Regions from separate parts of the Sus scrofa genome. Here region 1 is linked to region 2. The links are chromatin contacts, called in public HiChIP or PLAC-seq maps. All regions are on one chromosome and are shown on one strand. Each heading gives the region's core, a stretch centred on a gene start, on an enhancer-like site or on the middle of the called end of the contact. The rest is flanking DNA. Distances are from core to core; before and after follow the strand shown.

The links. HiChIP or PLAC-seq counts read pairs in DNA pulled down with a chosen protein or histone mark.
Region 1: an H3K27ac HiChIP or PLAC-seq map of alveolar macrophages shows a contact between it and region 2. The contact joins the enhancer-like site here to the promoter of RPL28 in region 2. A contact is called at or near these places in 1 of 5 promoter capture datasets (liver), 3 of 47 Hi-C or Micro-C datasets (embryonic fibroblasts, heart right ventricle and liver) and 2 of 2 datasets of contacts at active chromatin or transcription factors (alveolar macrophages and skeletal muscle).

What each region holds. Positions count from the first base shown.
Region 1 is chr6:59,652,238-59,657,560 of Sscrofa11.1, forward strand. SSC5D (soluble scavenger receptor cysteine-rich domain-containing protein SSC5D) reads left to right here. Exons shown (of 14, transcript XM_021095020.1): 10 at 1-526; 11 at 611-925; 12 at 1,075-1,251. Among named protein-coding and RNA genes, the nearest start is that of SSC5D, 14 kb to the left of the region's middle. Within about 2 kb of position 3,309, at least 53 of the 83 cell types and tissues checked have an H3K27ac peak or open chromatin away from gene starts, as enhancers often do. A contact at or near this core is called in alveolar macrophages, embryonic fibroblasts, liver and 1 more, where this site is marked.
Region 2 is chr6:59,552,535-59,557,963 of Sscrofa11.1, forward strand. It overlaps RPL28 (60S ribosomal protein L28), which reads left to right and starts at 4,052. Exons shown (of 5, transcript XM_021095010.1): 1 at 4,052-4,186; 2 at 4,528-4,616; 3 at 4,712-4,835. The coding sequence starts at 4,111. TMEM238 (transmembrane protein 238) reads right to left here and starts at 3,479. Exons shown (of 2, transcript XM_021095016.1): 1 at 1,782-3,479. The coding sequence starts at 2,325. The coding sequence ends at 1,789.

The DNA.
Region 1 (5,323 bases), core at 2,059-4,558, 99 kb after region 2:
TCCATCTCAGACCCCTTCAGTTGGAGCTGGATCCCTGGCCTGGGTCGAGATCCGGGTGTCTGGCTCCCAGGGGAGCTGGCCACTAAGCCCTCTGCCAGGCTGACGCCCAGTGTTCCCGAGAAAACCACCACCAAGGCCCCAGGGAAGATGCCCAAGAGCACGAAGAAGTGGGGGACCAAAACCACAAAGAAACCGACCACACAGCCTCCCGAGATGCCAACCACGAAGCACTCCAGGGCCCCGGGCACCCAGGGTCCCCCAGAACTGACCTCACGGACCACTGCCACAACCCTGCCCCCCGAGGCCTCGCGAAGACCAACCTCTGCGCCCACCACTAGGCTGACTTCACACGCCCCTGTGACGCGCACTCCCCGGGCCCCCCGGGAGCGGAGCTCCAAGACCATGGCCGCGCCAACCAAGCAAGAGCCTGGAGAAATGACCTCTGAGGCCCCGGTGGAGCCGTCGGCTGAGATCCTAGGAGAAGGTTCTCCAGAGTCATCTAAAGAACCAGCCACTGGGGGGTCAGGTGAGTGGAAGGAGCAGGAAGGCTGAGGCTGATCCCTCTGACCGCCGCCGCCGACCCCTCCTGACCCGGCCCTTCTACCGGCAGGCCCGTTCCGGGTTCGTCTGGCTGATGGGCCCAACCGATGTGCGGGCCGGCTGGAGGTTTGGCATGCTGGACGCTGGGGGACAGTGTGCGATGACGGCTGGGACCTGCGGGACAGCACTGTGGTGTGCTGGGAGCTGGGCTGTGGAAGGGTCCGGCCCCGGGTGGGCAAAACCCACTACGGCCCCGGGACCGGGCCCATCTGGCTGGATGATGTGGGCTGCAAGGGGAGCGAGGCCTCGCTGAGCGACTGCCCCTCGAGGGGGTGGGGACAGCACAACTGCGACCACGAGGAGGACGTGGGGCTCACCTGCACTGGTACTTCGGGGTGGGCGGCCCAGGGGGCGTGGCCGGCGCGGCGTGGGGGCGGGGCGGCGTGGGGACCAGGCGCCCCGCAGGGGCTCCGGGCGATTCAGGCCGGGGGCTTGGAGCAGCAGCGAGGATTCGCTCCTCTGATTTCTCCCAAGGCTACTCGGATGAGGAGGACTATCCCCCCTGGACCTGGGACCCCACCTCGGGAGAGGACGTGGCCAAGGGGACCACCGCTGCAGGGATGCCTGGACGCTCTCCCTCCTGGGGCACCACTAGGAGGCCAGGGACCCCCGCCGTCGCCGCCACAGCAACGAGGCGCCTTCCAGGCACAGGTTAGGGGCTGGGCCGGGGCGGGCGGGGGCCTCCATAAACCTCACTGCCGGGCTCTCAGAAAGACCCTCTTCGGAGTTCCCGTCGTGGCGCAGTGGTTTACGAATCCGACGAGGAACCATGAGGTTGCAGGTTCGATCCCTGGCCTTGCTCCGTGGGTTAAGGATCTGGCATTGCCGTGAGCTGTGGTGTAGGTTGCAGACGCGGCTCAGATCCTACGTTGCTGTGGCTCTGGCGTAGGCCGGCAGATACAGCTCCGATTAGACCCCTGGCCTGGGAACCTCCATATGCTGCAAGAGCGGCCCAAGAAATGGCAAACACACACACACACACACACACACACACACAAGAAGAAAAGAAAGACCCTCAATGAGCCGGCCTCCCTCCAGAGACCCTAAAGACCCTCCCTCTTCGGGTGCCACAGAGCCTCGAAGAGGAGACCTCGGGTGTCTCTGAGAACCAGACCAGGCTCCGCAAAGCCGGAGCCCACAGCCCTCCTGCAGACGCACGAGGGCCTCTGGGAATCAGCCGTGATCCTGGAGCCTGGGCCCCATCCAGAGCCCCCTCAACGCGAATCCTCTGGACCACATGCCGGAGGCCACCCTCTGGACACCCGGCCTGCCAACCCCAGCCCTTGAGCCCGTCCTCCCAGCTTGCACTCTGGTCTGGGTCAGACTGTGGCTGAGGCGGGATGGTGTCATCCAGACCCAGGGTTCTGGCCCGTGGCCTGTCTCGGTGCCTGTTTCTCTCCTTCCAGCTCGGCTGCCACGCCTGGGCCCATTTCTCCACCTGGTGCGTGTGTGTGTGTGTGTGTGTGTGTGTGAGAGAGAGAGAGAGAGACCTCTGTCTGTACCCAGGGGTCCCTCCTGATCCACCTCTGCTCCTCCTCCTCACACGCTCCCTCTTTTTTCTTTTAATTTCTCACCCTCCTCATCTCCATCAGGCTACTTTCCCCCACTGTCCCACCCTCTTTCTCACGTCTTTCTTAACTTCACACTCCCATCATTTCTAGTTCGCCTTTTTCCCCCGGGCGTCTTTATCTTTTTTCCCCTCTGCATCCGATGTTTTCTCTCGCGTCCTCGTTTTTTGACGCCCTCTCCATCTCCTGTGTCCTACTCTTCTTTCATTTTCATTTCGAGTTTCTCACGCTCATCTTCCCTATTCCACACTCAGTTTTTCACAGTCAGTTTCTCTTTCTTTGGGTCTTTGGGTCTATTTTTGTCTTTCTCTTTCACCACCCCCGCCCTTGTCCTTGTCTCCATGGCCTCACAGCCTCTCTTTCACATTTTTTCTCTGCTTACCAAGGGCACACCTGGTTACCCCCATTTTTCAGTTTTTCGTGCCCGGTTTCCTTTCCTCTCCCTCCAGAGGCTCCCTGTCCCTTGCGCTCCCACTGCCTCGCCCTCCACCGCTTCACACTCGATCCGCGCCCCCTGCCCAGGGTGGGTTCTCCCCTCTCCCTTCCTCCGTCCCTCATCTTTCTGCGTGTCCATCCCACCATTCCCTCTCCTGTCTCTCCCTCCCTCCATTTCTTGCATGGTTCATCCAGCCACTTGCCCCGGGCGTCGCCGGTTCTGATCCCTCCGCAGGACCCTGGCCCTCGGGCCATTTGTCGCCTTTCTCCCCCCCCCCCGCCCCGCACGCTCAGCACGCACGCGCACTCCACGGCCCTCGGCGAGGGGGCGGGGCCTCGGGTGGAGGGGCGGGCCGGAAGGCGTCATAGGCGCGCTCTGCGTCCTGATTGGCCAGTTGGCGGCTGTAAAAGCCGGCGAGGGGTGAGGCGCGCTGCCCTCCCGCTAGGTGGCGTCTGTCTCAGATGGTTGTGGTGCTGACCCGCGGGGAGGAGCGGACCTCGGGGGCTTGGCGACTTGGGCTCGGGGAGCACCTAAATTGTGAGTTAGGGCTCAGTTTCTAGACCTGCCGCTCTCAGGTGCGGTGTGGCCAAGATTCCAGAGCCTTTGTTCTCTGCCACCCGGCGCCGCCTCCCTATCCCGTAGCGCCGCCTTGTGGTGGAGACGGTCCGATGCTGGCCGCGAGCGGCTTCGTGAGCGGCTGGGTCCGGCCGGCTGTGGGGAGCTCCTCTTCCTGGTTGGGGAGGGGCGGTCCATGGGCGTAAGTAAGTGCAGAACTGCATACTTACGGCGCGATGGAAGTCTCGGGAGTCACACATACGTCCTTAGTGACGGGAAACTTGGAGGGAGGGCGGGCTCGGGGGAGAGGGTATCCTCATTAGCAGGTGGCTTTGAAAACAAGAACACCACTTCTTTGAACCCCAGTTTCTTTCTCCAAAAAACAAACAGCCCCAGGGTCCCAAGAAAGTCAAGGAGAGCTCACTGTGCCAGGCACGCCTCATTCCACCTGGGTGATATGGTGTGACTGCCTAGGGGTGTGGCCTCTGTGTTTCAGGAGGTGTGGGGAAGCAAGGCTCAGAGATTGAGGTCCGCTTTAAATGGTGTCGCATGTAGCTGGCTCGTTGGGTTTGGAAAGAGTGCGGAGTTACTGAAGGCATTACAAACGTGCGTTCCCCTGGTGGCTCCACTGGGATTGGAAAGAGCTGCATGACCTCAGGACCTAACCCAATGAGCAAAACGTGTGAAATCGTTTAAAACCACAAAACATGGGTTGTTAAAGAGTTACCGTAAATGAACAACGGCTGAGGGATGAGTGAGTGTTTCTAGCAGAATGGTTGGGAAAGACCTCGCAGAGGAGAGATGCTCTCATTTCCACTAGCAGACATCCGCAGGAAGCAGATTCTCCGAGGAGCAAAGGCTGGAGGTGATAGAATTGCACTGCCGGCCTGGGGCACGTCATCTCTGCCAGACTTTCAGCTCTCTTGTTTAGCTGTGTTCTTTTTTTACCGCTGCCATGACACATTGACATGCTGTCTCTACCACTGGGAGTTTCTTTGGTGTTAAGGATTTGTGTGATTAGATTGGGTCCCCTTGGATTAATACAGGTTAATCTCTTCGTTTCAAGGTCTGGACCCTTAACTACATCTACAAAGTCCCCTTTGCCACAAAAGGTAACATATTCACAGGTTCTGGGGATCAGGGTATGGATATCTTTGGAGAGTGGTATTTGGTCTACCATGGGATCTGTTGTAGGGAGACTTTTTACCTATTTATTGAATGAATGAAGGAGCGAATAAGCAAGTGAGAGATCGCCAGGTAAGACTAGACGGAGTGTACAGGCGATGACGCTGGAGGCTTGTGAAGTTTGGATTTTCATTGAAGCTACACTGCTGAGGCTTCCTGCATGATGAAATTTGGAGATGCAGATGTTAATTTGTATTTCAAATGATTGCTGTGTGGCAAGCATGAGTACTGACCCCCGGGAACATAGCAGTGATGAGCAGAACAGGGGAGGGCTCAGAGTTGCCATGTAAAATAGGATGGGAGTTCCTGTTGTGGCGCAGCAGAAACGAATCTGACCAGGAACCATGAGGTTGCAGGTTCGATTCCTGGCCTCGCTCAGTGGGTTAAGGATCCAGTGTTGCTGTGAGCTGTGGTGTAGGTCGCAGATGTGGCTAGGATCCCATGTGGCTGTGGCTGTGGCGTAGGCTGGCAGCTGTAGCTCTGATTAGACCCCTAGCCTGGGAACCTCCATATACAGCTGGCGCAGCCCTAAAAAAAGAATAAAATAAAATAGGATGTTCAAGAGATGACTTACTAAGAAAATGCTATTGAAGTGCAGGAGAAGGACAAGGCCATGCAAATACCTGGTTGGCGGTGTTCTATCGAGAGTGAGCAGCACGTGCAAAGGCCCTGAAGTGAGGAGGTGGTTCACAAAACGGCAGCAAGGTCGTGGGGTCAGAGTGGAGTGGTCGATGGGGGTGATGGCAGGAGGTGAGGCCTCTTGTCCATTGTGAAGATGTTTGCTGTGACAGGGAGCCTGAAGGGAGCCAAGGGAGCATTCCAGGTGGAGGGAGAAGCATGTGCAAAGGCCCTGTGGTGGGGCTGTGGGAACGACAAGGATGCCCGTGTGGCCAGAGTGGAGTGAGCGAGCTAGGAGGTGAGGTCAGAGGCTGGGTTTTATCCCCTGTGCAGAAGCCCTTGATGGAGCAGTTTAAGTTAG
Region 2 (5,429 bases), core at 2,802-5,301:
TGTCCATCTTAAGCTGTTTCCTCATCTGAACCACAGAACATAGCATCAGATTGGAGTAACTATTTTTTAAAGTCTCACAAAGAAGGATGTATAACTAGTATCATTCTGGATGCATATGAGGACACACAGGAGGAAAGATAATTCATCACCTACAGAGAATGTCTTAGGACGTTAAGATTTTTTTTTCTTTCTTTCAGGGCTGTACCACTGCGTATGAAGTTCCCAGTGAGGCGTCGGATCAGAGCTGCAGCTGCTGGTCTAGGCCACAGCCACAGCCACACCAGATCCAAGCTGTGTCTGAGACCTACACTGCAGCTCACCGCAAGGCCAGATCCTTAACCCACTGAGCAAGGCCAGAGATCGAACCTGTGTCCTCATGAATACCAGGCAGGTTCGTTGCTGCAGAGCCACAGCAGGAACTCTGACATTAGGATTTAATGCTTTTATGGAATCCCCATTTGAGAAACTGATTCAGTCACTCATCTGTCCATCGTTCCACTTACCCATCCACCCACTAACCAAAGCATCTATCTATCCTCTTATCTAACTACCTACCCACCTGCCCAAACATCCATCCCACCACCCATTCACCCATCTACCATTCATCACATCCATCCATCAGCCAATTCTAGCCATCACTCATCTATTCAGCAGTCCAACCACATCCACCTATTTCCCCCTCAACCAGTTCGTCCTTTATCCCTCTATCCATTCATTCAGTCCAATCACCTAGTGTCCAGAACTCCATCTACCCATCCATTAACCAATCCATCCATTCATCCATCTCTCCATCCACCAACCCAACTATCCATCCATCCACCCACCCACCGACCCCATGATCAAACTCTGATTTCCTGGGTTCACTCTTGGCTGGAGAGTGCTGAGAACAAAGGCCAGAGGCCCAGGCCTTCCCTTCAAGGGCCTTGCTCTTGGGAGGGAGAGACAGTATCAGCAAACACAGATATAACACACGGTGATACAAATAAAAAGGGTAACTCAGACAACGTGAAGACCACAGAAAGGCACTGGAGTTGAGTTAATCTTAAAAGACACATGGCAGGTTTTCTGTGTGGAGTATAGACATCAAGGGCACTGGTGGTACAGGTGAAGGCACGGACAGAGGCCAGGTGGTGTGGACGGAGGGATGTCATAAGTGCAGAGAAGGCAGGAGATGTGGGGCTGAAATGGGGGGGTGGCACCCAGCGAGGGAGTGGCTAGGATTTAACCAGAGGGCAACGGGGAGCCACAGCAGGTCTTTGGCAGAGGGGTGCACACCGGGGAGTGCTCCCTTGGGCAGGAGGGGGCTCCTTAGGGGCTTCAGTGCCCTCCCCGGCAGGGGGATAATAATAGCAGTGACCTCAGAGATTCTGTTACAATGCCAGCATAAAATGGGAAATGGGACCTGGTGTGCCTGGGAACTGGAGCACGGGGACAGAGCTCCGAGGCGCTGGAGGAGTAATGGCGACTCTCCTGTCCTCCGCCCATCTGAATCTCCGACTCTGCCCCTGTCTCTGGGACTTCATCCTCTGGATCTCTGCTGCTCTGTGCTTCCCTCCTTCCCCACTCTGGACCTCTGCCGCCTTTCTGTCCCCACTGTCACCGCCTCCATCGCTCCCTCTCTCCATTTCCATCTCGCCCTCCCAGGATAGCTCTCCATCTCGCCCACTGTTCTACAGTCTCTCCTGCTGCCCTCTCTCTCTCTCTCTCTCTCTCTCTCTCCCCGGCGTCCCTCCCTTTCCCGCCTCTGCCTTGCACCCCGTCCCGCCCGTCCCGCCCCTCACCTCGGGCTCACTCGGTGCCCGCACCCGCTGCCCCAGGCCCGGCCTCGAGCGTGGCGAGCTGCAGGCGCACGCGGCGGGAGCCGGCGGCCGGCGGCGGGGGCGTGCGGGCGGCGCGGCGCGCTCCCCGGGAGCCGGGCGCGGCGCGCCGGCCCGCCGCGGAGGAAGCTGGCGCCGACCAGCGGCGGGAGAGCTTTCGCGCGAGGCGGGCGAGCGCCGAGGGCCGCAGGCCGTAGTCGCGCTCGAGCTCCTGGCGCGAGATCTCGATGTTGCCGGTGTACCAGAGGATCCAGCCGAGCAGGCTCAGGAAGACGAGCAGCGCGCCCGAGTAGATGAGCAGGTCGCCGAAGTCCCGGCCGCGCACCTGCAGCTGCGCGAACACGCCGGTCAGCAGCGCCGCCATGCCCGCCACGTCCAGCGCCACGGCGAGGAGCAGCGCCATCCGGCAGCGGCCCAGGCCGGACGAGGGCACCGGCGCGCCCGCCGGCGGGAACGGTGCGCCCGGCGGGGCCCCCTGCGAGGCGCCTACCGCCGGCGCCGCCGCCATGGCCGTGCTCCGCCGCCGCCGCCGCCGCTGGCTCCGACCGAGAGCTTTCCGCGTTCCGGGCGCGGCCCGGCCCGGGGCGGGGTCAGGGGACCGCGCCAGGTGTGCCCGGCTCCCGCCTGGTCACCTGAGCAGTACAGACTGGCCTGGCCCGGAGGCGATCTAGCTGTGTTTTCTGGGCAGGACCTGGCCTTCAGAAGCCTATGCTGGGAACAGCGGGACGCAAAGATGCGTGCGGCCTCTGTATCCCAAGGAACTCGGAGCAGCGCATGGTCAAAATTCAGGGTGTTCTAGTGGAGGCAACGTAGGGCGCTCTGGGAGCCCGAGCATAGTTTCTGTTCAGTGCCTACCTCCAGGCGCCTCCGCCCCCGGTGCACCAGTGGGAACAGATGGGGTGAAAAAGAAGGATCAGACAAGGCCCTGAACCTCAAGGAACTCTGGGAGGCAGGGAGTCAACAGAGTGCCTTAAGGAAGGAAACGGCTCCGTGGAGCTGAGGCTGCTCTCAGTCACTGCCGGCCTCCTGTGTGGCCCAGAGCGAATGATTAATGATCGCAAAGGCGGATCAGACACTCACAGGAACTCTGCCGCCACCATCGGATCAGAGCTCCGTGATGAAGGCAGGAGGGTAACCCCCAACATTCCCGTTGGCTCAGGTTTCTCCTGGGGTCTTTAGACTCTCAGGATGTATTACTCGCGAAGTCCAGGTGCACAGAGAGATGGACCAGACAAGGTCCCTGCCCTCCCCTCGAGGAGTTGCTGGACATGATCACATCAAAGCGCGCTAATGGGGTGCCAAGGGACTGTCATTCCTTTTGTTCCCTTGGAGTCTCTGTGCTGGTCAGGCCGAAGACACAGAGATATATCAGGCAAGGTTCCTGCTCCTTAAAGATGACCCTGACGACAGAAAACAAACGTCTATAAAGTGTAACAGGTGACATGGGGCAGGCTGGAGGAGGATGGGGGAGGCCGCGGGGCACAGGGAAGAGGCAGGGCAAACAAGTATGGAAACCCTCAAGGAACCAAGAGCTTTCCCAGACAAATCTTTTCCTCCAAACGCAACTCGCCCTTAAGAGGAAATCCACGGTTCCCTGCGGAGACAGTCTGCGAGAAGGTTCCGTCAGGCTTCTCTCTAGACTCAAATAGCTCTGGATTTAATTTTAAGACGGCCCTGGGGAGGGGGAAATAACAGGGGGTTCCTGGAGTTAGCCGAGGGGTTCCGAACGTAGCCGATTGGAGATCGACTGTTTCCGAGCAGATCCGAAGGGGCACGGGCCAATAAGTGGGAAGGCGGCCGCCCCTCCGAAGAGCGTTTCCGGAGAGTTTCGAAAATGTCCGAAACTACTTAACTACCTTCTTCGGGAATAGCCGAGGGCCTACGAAGAAGACTGGAAGCACCCGAAGACTATGGAGCAGAGCTAGGTTTTAATAGTTCAGGCACTCTCACGTTCCTTCATAAAACAAATATTTATTGAGTTGAGCATCCATTCTGTGGCCAGCAATGGGTGGCAATATTGGAAGAGGCCGCTGAGGAAGGGGCCGTGGGGCTTCTAGAGGTGGACACAATCGGAAACCCAGCCGTGGGCTTCCGACAACACAAGAAGGGCTATCCAAACTGTCCCCTTCCGCGTCGAGAACACGCCCTCGGGTCCCTAGCCGAAGAGTTCCGAAAATCCCCGAAGGGTTTTGCGACGGGCTGGCGGAAATAGCCGAGCGTTGCCGAGCTGGTTCGGAGACGGGAGGGGAGAGGCGGGGGACAGTCGACGCGCGTGCCCAGAGAGGAAGCGGAAATGCGTGTGGGTATTAAAAGCGTCGCTCCGCCCCCGGCGTGTCTCTTTCCGTCTCCGGCCGCCGCACGGAGAGGAGGTGAGGTGCGGCCTCTTGTCCGCCCGCGTGGCCGTCTCGCGCCCGCCGCCGTGGGTCTGTGCCCTTGCCTGGCCTCTCTCGCTGCGCCGCTCGCCTCCCTGGCTGCCCCCGAGCCCCGCCGCCCTAGGTCGCTGTGCATTTTCATTTTCTTGTCGCTCGTAGTCTCGGCCGCCTAAGTTCAGCTCCTCTACCTTAGGCCGCCCAGCCCCGCCTGGCAGATTTCTAAGCGCTCTCGGCCCACACGGTTCCCCCATTCCCCAGGTCCCCACACGCGGCCTTCCCCTGTTGTTCACCGTCGGCCTGCTGCTCCCTTGACATTTCCCGGGCCCCTTCCTCCGCAGCTGCCGTTATGTCCGCGCACCTGCAATGGATGGTGGTGCGGAACTGCTCCAGCTTCCTCATCAAGAGGAACAAGCAGACGTACAGCACCGTAAGTGGGGCCCCGACGCCTGGGTCTGAGGGAGGGACCTTTACGACCGCTGGGCCCTGGCCCCTTTCGCGACCGCCATGTGTCCCGCTTCCCAGGAACCCAATAACCTGAAGGCCCGCAACTCCTTCCGCTACAACGGGCTGATTCACCACAAGACCGTGGGCGTGGAGCCGGCGGCGGACGGCAAAGGGGTCGTGGTGGTGATGAAGCGGAGATCCGGTAAGCATCTGCCCTGGCTCGGCCGGGCGACAGACCCCCCCACACGGGCGAGGAGCTATGGTTTCTCAGTGTCGGGCAGCAGCACTAAGGTTTCTTGGGGTCAGGACAGTTGCCTGGGAAGCTGGCTCTTCAAGCTTGCCCTCCCCCTGTATGAGCTGGCCAGGCTGCTTTGCTTGTTTCATCGTTTGAAAAGTCATGAATAGGTCCTCAAGTTGTCCCCTCACCAGGATTTATGTTTCGGGGAGGTATGATTCAGTGTTGTGTTTAGGATAAGTCTTTAAAACAGCTCAGTGAATGTCAGTCTCAAAGGGTGGGAAAATTGGGCAGACAGGTGGGGGCCTTTCTAGCTCCCACGTGTAGGAAGTGACAGCTTGGGTCTGAGGCAGTGGCGTGACCCCCTTTGTGGCTGCAAGGACTCAGAAGGGATGCTTAGCCTCCCACCCCCCTAAACCGCTCTCAGGCGCGGCCAGGCCTTTTTATTTAGACTCGGAGTCAAGAAGAGGCAGGGTATCACAGCTATCTTTTTGTTTTTCGGGGTGGAGGGTTTGAGATAGGAAAAGTTTTTCCTCCGTCTCTTGTGAGGGCCAGTTTCCG